Linked DNA regions of Arachis hypogaea: region 1 is linked to region 2. The links are chromatin contacts, called in public Hi-C maps. All regions are on one chromosome and are shown on one strand. Each heading gives the region's core, a stretch centred on a gene start, on an enhancer-like site or on the middle of the called end of the contact. The rest is flanking DNA. Distances are from core to core; before and after follow the strand shown. Region 1 has its middle 26 kb from the start of LOC112744322. Region 2 holds the start of LOC112744319 (rhodanese-like domain-containing protein 4A, chloroplastic).

The links. A called contact is a pair of places that touch in the nucleus more often than the background predicts.
Region 1: a Hi-C map of an unstated tissue shows a contact between it and region 2, with 5 times the contacts expected there. The contact joins the enhancer-like site here to the promoter of LOC112744319 in region 2. A contact is called at or near these places in 2 of 8 Hi-C or Micro-C datasets (leaf and an unstated tissue).

What each region holds. Positions count from the first base shown.
Region 1 is chr14:134,166,950-134,172,601 of arahy.Tifrunner.gnm2.J5K5, forward strand. No RefSeq gene overlaps it. Among protein-coding and RNA genes, the nearest start is that of LOC112744322, 26 kb to the right of the region's middle. Within about 2 kb of position 2,557, at least 1 of the 3 cell types and tissues checked has open chromatin away from gene starts, as enhancers often do.
Region 2 is chr14:134,066,341-134,072,350 of arahy.Tifrunner.gnm2.J5K5, forward strand. It overlaps LOC112744319 (rhodanese-like domain-containing protein 4A, chloroplastic), which reads left to right and starts at 4,483. Exons shown (of 4, transcript XM_025793904.3): 1 at 4,483-5,539. The coding sequence starts at 4,836. It overlaps LOC112744318 (TPR repeat-containing protein ZIP4), which reads left to right and starts at 95. Exons shown (of 5, transcript XM_025793903.3): 1 at 95-1,566; 2 at 2,111-2,300; 3 at 2,413-2,445; 4 at 2,925-3,539; 5 at 3,683-4,473. The coding sequence starts at 212. The coding sequence ends at 4,303.

The DNA.
Region 1 (5,652 bases), core at 1,307-3,806, 99 kb after region 2:
TTGTAAAGAAATTTTATTTCTAAATAATTCTTGAAGAATTGTTGATGATAGTGATGAATTTATGTTAGATGTAAAACGGTTATGTTTCCTCCCTAACGGCTTAAATTTTTAGAATAAATAATTTTATAATAATATATCAAACTATCATCAGTTACTAGAGATAGAAGTAGGTCGGATTACTCGACAAAAATTTGTGACTCAACTCGACTCATTTTATTAAACATTAACATGCTAGATTTAAGTTTTTTGTAAAATCTATTAATTTAAAAGGTTAGGTGATAGACTTTAAAAAAAGTCTACAAAATTCGTTGAGTCGACTCTCAAAATACTTTTTGTGAAACTAAGTTATTCTTAGTTTAGATTTTTCAACTATTTATTTATATTAAATCTAAAACAAAATTAAAAAAAAAATCTATAAGCAATACTAATTAAGATCGTAATTTTTTTTTCAAAAAAAAAGTTATAGATTATAAGTATGATTACAATATGTGACTAAGAATTGATATATAAATGATCTTTTTTACAAATTATGAATTATAAATTTTAAAATCTATTTAATGTCGTCAATTTAGATGTTTTAAGTTTATTGTTTTTTGAATTCTAATTTACGAAATAGAATTTTCAAATAGACTCCTGAACTTGTCGAACTTTAAACACACTATGTTTGAATCTGAAAAAAACTTATAAAAAGTAACAGATCTAAATTTGAGCTATTTACAGTATAAATCAAACTCGTGAAAATCAAAACTCGACTCAATCCATTTAGTTTCTATCGTTATCAGTTACTATGTGGCTAACAAATTTATAGTTCAATCTTCAAAAGTCAAGATAAATAATTTCAGTATAAAATAAATAAAGAAAAGAGAATACGTCTTTGAAAAATCAATAACTAAAGTCACTAGAATATCTAGAGTTATAGTACACTTGAAATACTTTCCTAAGTAGTAGCGTATGGGAAAGTTGTATGTTGTATATTTTATTGTTATTTATTTTTAAGTTTTTTTGAATGAGTTTTTAACTTTTTATGAACATGATTTGTGATATAAATTTATCTATTTTTATTTTTTGAATAATAGTTTTGTATATACCAATAAGATAATTATAAAAAAAAAAAACTAAAATGAAAACATAGTTCATTTAATTTGAAAAAAATTAATTATACTTTATTTTTAAATTTAGTCCCATAATACTAGAATTTCGGTTCTGCCCTTAACCATAACAATGATGTGTGGATTGACATTGTTGATTATGGTGGTTATAATGGTGATGATGGTTGAAAGAGAAGAGAAGAAAAAATGTATGATAAAGACAATATTATAATGTAATTTTAAAAATAATTTGAAAAATATTCTTGAAAATAGAGTTTTTAACGAAGTTATACTCTACCAATTCACTTAAGGTTTGGTTAATTTTGATGAATGAACTACTTTTTTTGTAATTAGTTTTGGTATTTTATATTTATATATCATTTAATTATTTTCTTATTCAATAATTCCCCATCCAAAATAATTGTCCATTGTTAAAATTTTATTTAATCCAAAATAATTGTTCACCTAATTAAATTTTTTACTAGTAAGTATAAAATAAAGTTGGAAAAGGAGGATAAAAATGGAAAAAATAGGTAAATAAGTATAATAATTAAATCATTAATAAGAATAATTTTGTACACTTATTTAAATTTATATAGTTAAAATATTAATATTTATTGAATTTATATCTGTAATTATAATTGGACATTTATTTTGAACAAAAAGAAGTACTAATTAAAAAGTTTACTAGAAACTTATCATAGGGTCAATTAGTATTATATTAAGGAAAAGTTTAGGGCCGCCAACTTTTTAAAAAGTTGGCCAGTATTTAACCATTAAAAGAAAATTAAATGATCTCATACCATTGAATTTAATCTCACACCATTAAAAACACTACTGATGGCTAATTGATGGTTACAAAACACAAAAGTTACTGGTCTCCTAGCTAGGGCTGGCAATTCATACCCTACCCGCGAGTACTCAATCTGGTCTAATTCGTTCGGGTAGGGTAGGCTACCCGACCCACTGCGGGTAGGGTAGGGTACGGTCCGGGTATGCTTGCGGGTAGGGTAGGATACGGATTTAGGGTGTACCCTACCCTACCCTACCCGCACCTCATATATAATACATATTTTATAAAAATTAAGTATATAATGAAAGAAGTAAGAGTTGAACCCACAACCTCCCTTATGTAATAACTTACAATAAGTGAACAACTACTAAAACTAATTAGTTAATTTAGTAATTTAGAGCATTAGCTTTTTATTTTTTATGTTATTAATATGTATAAAATTCGAAATGATTGAATTTTATATTTACTTTGGAAAAATTTGATATTTCTGCGGGTAGAGTAGGGTAGGATAGAGTTTAGAATTTTAGAATGCGGGTAGGGTTAGGGTTGAAAGATTCTCAACCCGCGGGTAGGGTTAGGGTAGGCTCCAAACCCTATCCTTCCCTACCCATTGCCAGCCCTACTCCTACCACTCCTCTTGTATGAAAATATATTGTAACATCCTATTTTTATTTTTTTTTATTTTTTAATTGGGTTTGATGAGATTTTTTTATTTTTTTATTTTTGGTCTTGGACTTGATGAGATGTTTGACTCTCATCATCTAGTTGCTTTGGGCAACTTCCTCTAAATTTTAAGACCCAACAATACATAGAAGCCCATAAAAGAAAGGTTTGTATTTTTGCATCTTTGTGAAATATAAAAAAGTTTTTGACAAAGAAGTTTTTCGCTGACAAAAGAATAAGCATCAATTTGAAAAATGCAATGAATATTAGGTACAGAATTTGGCATGAAAAAAAGCTTGGGAATAATTTCGGAAACAAAAACTTGAGAATAATTCGTAGAGTTAAACAAAAAAAAAGAAACAAAGTTTGAAAACCGAAAAAGGCAAAAACATGTTTTTTTATGCATATAACACCCAAAAATGAATATTATCTTGTCCAAAATCGAAAAATGCATATATTCTTATTTCTTGCTCATGATTTTCAATTTCAGTCGAAATGGTTTTCCTTCATCTTGAAAAGGGGTAAAATCAAGGTTACTTAAGAAATTTTACCTCTTTTTATTCAAAGTATAATAAACAAATTATGCATCAGATTTTTTATATTTTATCTCTAATTATGTAGAACAAAACAGTGAGAGAAAGAGAAAAAATTAACACAATTATATATTTTAGTTCAATCTCCAAGTACAATAATACTTACATTCTGTCTCCACTATAGATCATAGTTAAATTTTTACTATATATAAATCAATTACAACTATCAATTCTAATTTAATTCATCAACAACCTATGAACTCAAATTAAGTAAAGAAAAATCAATAAACTCAAACCAAAATCTCTGAACCTGCATATTTAGGGGTGAACGCGGATCGGATCGGATTGGATATGGCTAAAATTTCGATCCGATCCGCACTAAAATCATCAGATCGGATCAGATCCAATATCCGCAGTTTTTAAGGTTGGATCCGATCCGCATATTTGCGGATCGGATCGGATATCGGATATATCCGTAAAATACAAAAATATTTTTAAAAGCTTATTTTTATTAAAAAAATATCAATAAAATTTATTTTTTATTCTTTTAAATATGTTTATTCTTAAAATAATATTAAACATATTTTTCTTGAATAATAGATTAAAATAACATAACATATATGATAATTATTAGTTGAAATAAAACATAAAAAGAATATTTATTCATTTATTTCTTTATTTTTGCGGATACGCGGATACCAACACAAAATCCGCAATCCGATCCGACTAGTGTGCGGATTCGATCCGATCTGATCCGAAAACCTTGCGGATCAGATCCATATCCGCAATTTTCGGATCGAATTCGGATAAATACTGCGGATATGCGGATCAGATCCATCCATAAATACCCCTATGCATATTTAAACCAAAATCCCTGAACCTGCATATTTTAACCACTAAACCCACCAAATTTAGCAACCTTTTAAGCGCTAATCTAGCATAAAGAAGAAAAACTATATAAACTCAAACCAAGTTTTTGTTAACATATCTCTTTTGCCATTTTTAACTCATCAATTTTTTTTAAAGATTTTTCACATAAACATTATTTTAGTCTTTTTTATAGAAAGAGATAGACTTAACAAACAAATAACTATAAAAAATTAAGATATCCTAATACTATATTTTCTAATAATCAAAGAGAGTAACTGGTATTTCTAATTAATATATTGTTGGAGGCAGTTAGGATTGAGCTCTATATATCCCGGAAATAATTCATGAGGTATTCTCGAATCAATGCAATCTTTTCTAACCTGCTTGGTAGGAAATAATAGGGGATGGTTATACTCATCATTATTGCACTAATGTCATGATATTATGCAGTTGAAAATTTATTATCCTGAATAATATATTCATTTTGGGTCCATGATTTTTCATTTGCCTGTGGTTTATCAGTTTATGTGATGATGATAAAGAAATGTGGCAAAGTAAAAGTGAGCAAGAGAAAATTTTTATATGCCCTAATAAAAGAACGAAAATATTTGATAATAAAAAAAAATGAAAATTAATCAAAATTTGTATTATTTAATATCTATTAATTAATATTAAAATTAATAAATATTAAATAAAATATATTTTTTTTACGTTACCGTAAAAGATTCTCTAAAAGAGTCACCGTTATAGTTATCTGGATTAGGCTATGATGAAAAAAGTATAAAATGGTCCTTAAAGAACTTTTTAAAATGATTCTAAATGTGTGGTTGTAATTCAATCTAACAAGTTAGTTTGTAAATTTATGTTTTTATCTAAAATTTATAATAATTATAAAAAGGTCTGAATTATTAATGAAAGATTTTTTTTTATTTGGTTGTCCACGGTATTTTCCAACTCGACAGGTTAATGACTAATCCGTCGCGAATCTGAGCTCTATTTAAAGATTTGTTGCTGACCAATAAATTATTGCATGCATAAGGCGGGATTCAAACTCCCGATACTTGACTACTCGACCAACCTAAGTTGGTTAATGAAAAAAAAAATATTTAAATACAATTAGGGAGGGGTTAGGTTTTCGAGTTTTTCATAACTTAAACTTTTGATAGACATCTATATAAAGAATTAACAATTTCGGTTATATATAAAATTAATATTGGATACAAATAAAAAAAATTGTTACGTTAATAGTTTATGAATTAAAACTCACAAAGCAAAGTATAAACAAAAAAAATCCTAAGTAAAGTGTCTACTATTATAATAATAATAATAATAATAATAATAATAATAATAATAAATAATTAGTATATTATATAAAATACTAAAATTTATTTAAAAATAATATAAAATGCTACTAAAAAATCTTTTACGAGAACATTTTGTACTATATTTTTCATAAGCTATGTTGTATAACCTTTAAAAAAATTAATAATTTATACACTTGTTATATAACAAAAAAATGTTAAATCCTTTTTATTTGATAAACCGAATTTTTTTGTTGCAAAAATAATGAATGTAAGTTTAAATTAAATTATTTTTTAAAATAGTTAAAAAAAGTTTACTATTACGTAATAATAATAATAATAATAATAATAATAATAATAATAATAATAATAATAATAATAATAAATAATTAATTATTATAAAC
Region 2 (6,010 bases), core at 3,233-5,732:
GATTTACATAAAAGTATGAATAAAATCTACATAACCGTTATTTATTTTGGGAGATTCATATAATGCTGGCATTGCTTATGTACATATTTTACCCTTATTTATTTATTCACCTAAAAATTTGCAATTTTTAACTACCAACAAGAAAAGTAGAAAACTACCCAAAATGTGAAAATCTTTTTCATTTTCTCAAATTTTCCCGCCAAAAAGCAAAATGAGAATCGCCGAGATCTCATCGCCGGAGCTCAGGCCAAGTCCCCCTGACAAAACCGACACTTACCACCGACTCATCCCCAAAATTGAGTCCACCATCAAGCAACTCGAAGCCCAATCTGCCTCCGGAAAATCATCACTGGGAACAACCTCCGCCGCCGCAATCGAGCTCAGGCAACTCGTGACTCAGCTGACTCAATTCGCTCCGTTTCCCAACTCCCTCGTGCTCCAGATCTGGAAGCTCAGCTACCGCCTCTGGAACGCTTGCGTCGACATCTCCAACACCGCCGCCGCCACCATCCGCTCATCCGCCTCAGAAAACCATGCCGAACTCCGGCACATAGCAGCTGACTTCCTTTCCATCGCCGGCGACGTATCCGGCGTCCCTTCTCCGGCGATAAAGACGGCCTCGTTCTACCATAAAACCGGCCTGATCTGGCACAACCTCCGAAGGTTCGACCTCGCCTCTAAATGCTTCGAGAGAGCTACGGATCTTCTCTCGAAGCTCGACGTCTCTTCGATCTCTGACGCCGGAGAGCGAAAACTGCTCCTAGATCTGAACCTCGCTCGTTCCCGAACCGCGTGGGAGATTCGGGACCTGAATCTCGCGGTTGCGCTTCTGAATCGAAGCAAAAGCTTGCTCTTCGGTTCCTGCACTCACTACATCGAGCTCGCGAAGCAATGCATGGAGTTTGGGAAGCAATCGCTCTCGAGAAGCAACGAAGAAGAGAAAGAAAGCGGTTATAACGGTTTGGGCGAAGCGTTGAAGTTGATGAACGAGGCGTTGGAGGTTTTAGAGAAGGGATTGTGTGCGGCGAGAACACGGGAAGAGAAGTTGGAACTGAGAGGGTTGAGGTATAAGGCTTTGAGGTTCATTGCGGCGATTCATTTGCAAAAAGAAGAGTTTGAGAGTGTGATTAAGTGTGTAAAGGTTCTGAGAGATTCCAATGATGGCGGTGATGATCACCCTAGCATTTCGGTTTTGGCTATGAAGGCTTGGTTAGGGTTGGGGAGGCACGGAGAAGCGGAGAGGGAGCTGAGGGGGATGGTGATTGATAAGGGGATTCCGGAAGGGGTTTGGGTTTCAGCCGTGGAGGCCTATTTTGCTTCGGCGGGAACTGCAGGCGCAGAGACGGCAAAAGGGGTGTTCTTGGGGCTGTTAGGTAGGTGCCATGTTAGTGCCAGCGCAGCGGTGCGGGTGGCACATAGGGTGGCTGTAAATGGTGGTGGTGAAGGGGGTAGGGTGAGGGCTAAGGTGGTTGCTGAGCTGGTTTCTGATGAAAGGGTGGTGGCACTCTTTGCTGGGAAGGAAGCTGATAAGGATAAAGTGGCAATGCATGCGATTCTATGGAATTGGTATAATAATTCATTGATCGATTTGCTAATTGTTTCTTCTTGTTGCAAAGCTGCAAACAATTTGAGTATGACACATTAATGTTTTATTGAATTCAGGCATACTTTTTTGTGTAGAGTTTAGGGTTTAAGACATTTTTACGTGAGATGCAAATATAACGACGATTCATACTCCATAAAACTCTGAACATTTTGTTTTTCCCCTCAAGGTACAGTCAACTGTTTCGGATTCTATGAACTTTATCATGAGTGCTATTATATATGAACTATTAGATTTGTTCTATAAGAAAGTTTCCTTTATTTAAGATTAATGGATGATAAACTAGATGGTTATTTGATAAATTGAACTAGAAGGACCCGTCATCATTCCAGAAGTAATAAATGAAACTCATTATGGGTCTGGCATAGAATTTGTAGCTGACATGATTTGTCGGAGCAGTGTGATAAGGTGGGGTCTGTCTTAAACTGTTGAACTTCAAATTCAGAAGTAGTTGGATTTGGTAGTCGTCACCAGTTTTATCATTTCAAATTTTTATGTGATCGACAGTGCTGCTGATAATTTTCAATCAAAAGATTATGAGACAAGTGCAGAACTCTTTGAAAAATCAATGCTGTATATTCCGTATGATACAGAGAACAGAATACTTCGAGCCAAAGGCTTTAGAGTTTTGTGTCTCTGCTACCTTGGTCTCATGCGGCTTGATCGTGCTCAAGAATACATAAATGAGGCTGAAAAGGTATTGTACAAGAGTCACGGACTAACGACAATGAGAATGTTGAATTTATTAATCTGATTTTTACCTACCTATGAAACCCTGATATATTATTCATAATTTTCAATTTCTGCAGCTTGAGCCCAACGTTGTTTGTGCTTTTCTTAAGGTGCCGAACTCTCTCTCTCTCTCTCTCTCTCTCTCTCTCTCTCTCTCTCTCTCTCTCTCTCTCTCTCTCTCTCTCTCTCTCTCTCTCTCTCTCTCTCGGGCTTCAATATCTAATCATACAAATATTTATGTGGAATTTATCTAACCATACAAATATTTGTTAATGATTTAATAATGGGAAGTTTATATTGAAAAACTAAAAGCTTAAGTGTCCAATGCATTAAATATAATCAAAATTTAAAAGCTTTCCCTGTCTAGAAAGTAGAATCATTTAACTTGTGACCTTAGCAAAGCACCATATTGATATAGGAGGTCTATAGTAGCAGAAAATTCATAAAGTTTACTGATAGGTCGATTTCCCATGTTATTCTTTAGGTTGATCACACAACTTTAAGACCAACCCATTTTCTTTTCATTAGGATAACACTCTTGATTGATATGAAATGATAGCTTACAGTAGCGTTCATTTGTTCAAGTCAGTTCAAAATTTATCTCCAGAAGAATGACCACCAAGGTGCTATTGCTCAAATCGAAGCGATGACTGCATGCCTTGACTTTCAACCAGATTTTCTGTCACTTTCATCCCATGAAGCTGTTGCTTGCCATGCTCTTCCTGTTGCTGTTGCTTCTTTATCAAGTATGCTAAATTTATACACTTCAGGGAAGTCCATGCCAACAACAGAAGTAACAGTCCTTCGCACCTTGGTAACAGTCCTCTCTCAAGAACCAGGCAATGAGCAACAAGTCCTCAAATTCTTAAAACACGCTCATACCCGGGCATCTGATCTTGGTCCTGATTGTTTCTTTGGAAAAGAAGAGGTTGGAAGACGGGAACGGAATTGGTTTGCTGTGACTTCCTGGAACCTTGGTTCAAAAACAGGGAAGGATAAGAACTATGACTTATCTGCTGAGTTCTTAAGATTGGCATCAGATTTTTATGCCCTACTTGAAGGGTCCACTGAGAACAATATCATGGTTTGTAAGTCACTAGTACTTTCTGTATCATCAATGGTAGCTTTAGAATTTCAAAGGGAGGCTGCTATGTCAGAAAATGAAGTCAAGCGAGCTGTACCATTGCTAGAAAGAGCCGGGCAGGTATGAAATTTGAGGGGTTTTTATTTTTTATTTCATTAAGTGTACTATGCTAATAAGTAGACATTGGAGAGTATTTAGTTTTTGGTTTTGTTTTAATTTGGAATCCTGTTGAATATTGTCTTGTTTCTCTGTTGTGTATGCAGATGCTGAAGTCAATTACAGCTGGGAACTCACTCAGCGATGATCAAGATACCATTGATCCTGAACTTTTTTTCATATACACTTTCTGTGCTTATGACATACAAGGCAGGCTGAATGATTTAGGTTCACAACTCCTCAGTGTGAGAAGTTTCGCCAATTCAAAGGCCTGCAAACCCCACCACCTCCTTCAGATAGGCCTCTATGCCTCCCAGGGTGTGCGGTCGAATCATGAAGTAGCCACCTTTGCTCTAAATGAGTGCCTCTCATCTTTCCTTTCATCATCGACTCCAGATTATCAAAACGTTGCCCTTGTTGTTCGCAAGCTTATAGCCATCGCCAGCATTCACAAGGGCGATACAGACGATGATCTTGTGTATGGCATGTACAAACAAGCATACCGGATAATGGTTGGTTTGAAGGAAGATGAGTATCCAGTTGAAGAAGGAAAATGGCTAGCTATGACTGCATGGAACCGAGCAGCAGTGCCAGTGCGGTTGGGTCAGATTGAATTGGGCAAGAAATGGATGACTGTTGGCTTAGACATTGCAAAGCATGTTTCGGGGATGGATGCTTACAAAGCATGCATGGAAGATCTCCTTGGCACATTGGAAAAGAAACCTTGATATGGAATGAATCTAAAATCCAGTTTCTGACAATTGAAAAAACTCTATACATCTTGCACAGGAAGGAAGTCATATAGGACTAATAGAATAGGAGTGTATAAATTAAAAAATAGCTGGTGTTTATGCTTTGTTAGTGTTCCGTAAGATTTATAAATAGAATTTAACTAGAATTCTATTTTGGGGGGGTTTTCTTTCACCAAACAGTAAAATTGGCTGATTTTTGTCCTAACAATTAAGAATTAACAACTATTTTCATTACTTAAAAGAAAAGTAATATTTTTATACTCTTACACAGATAATAAACATCAAAATCATACTAATTATGTTTTGTCTAGATTATTTTTTTTGTATTTTTTATTTTAAATTAAATTATAAAATCCCCTCTGGAATTCCGGATATAGAAAGGAGTTTTGAATAGAATAAAATAATGTGTTCAAGTACAGGACATATATTTTATGTTCATAACATAGATAAGATACACATAAAGTAAGCCCTATCTCTATCCTTGTGTATGTAATTTCTCTCCCTTGTCATGGATTCACCATCTCTATTCCTCTCCTCTTATCCACTCTTCAACAAAAACCACCCTAAAACCCAGAAATTCCCCACCTTCAAAGCCTCCTCTTTACTCTCAAACCATCACACACCACACTCTTCACCCCAATCCTCTACATCTTCTCCTCAACCCTGCAAGAATATATCATTTTCCACACTCCAAACCCATTCTCCTAGCTCACTTCAAAACCTTCTCTTTCCCCAAAATCTCTTATCAAAATCTTGCTTTTCATTAACTGTGATTGACCTCTTTGCTTCTCTTCCATCCCTTGCTGACGAAGCTGCAGCATCATCCCCTTTAGTTGAGTCAGATGCAGGCAAAATCAACTTGGAAGAAATTCTGGTCTCCATTGATAATTTCTTCAACAGATACCCATTTTTTGTTGCTGGGGTTACCTTCATTTGGCTTGTTGTTATACCAATTGCACAAGAGTATTTCAGGAAGTACAAGTTTGTGTCAGCCATTGATGCTTTCAGGAAACTAAGGGATGACCCTGATTCGCAACTCTTGGATATCAGGGACAGAAAGAATGTGAAGTTTTTGGGGTCCCCCAACTTGAAACTGTTGAATAAGGAAGCGGTGAAGGTTGAGTTCACAGAGGGAAACGAAGATGGGTTTGTGAAGAAGGTTTTGGGGAGATTCAAGGAACCTCCAAACACTGTTCTCTGTGTTTTGGACAGGTAACAGGGTTCATAGAAAAGTAATTCAAATTGAATTCTGCATCACGTACAATCTGTGTGATCAAGATATTAAGATTTTTTTTTTCATTTGGCATTTACAGGAATGGATGACACTAGTGAGTAGATATAAGATATGCTTAACATGTTTAGCTACCGAAGATGTTTAAATAATAAATTAACATTTTGTTTTCATTTTTCTTTTCTTCGTCATTTAGGGATATAATAAATTTTGGTGCAGATCTTCATTTTATATTTTGTATAAGATACACCCCTCTGTGGCTTCTATTGTGTGTTTTGGCGAATTTGGATATAATTTGGAGAATAAAACTCCAGTTATCTAATCATTGTTCTCTCAAGTCTCAGAATGATTTTATTTTAATGTGACACAACCTTTTTGTTGACTTTGCATGATAAAATCCAATTTTCTAAACATAATTTATGACTGAACATTATAACATCAATGTAGCTGTG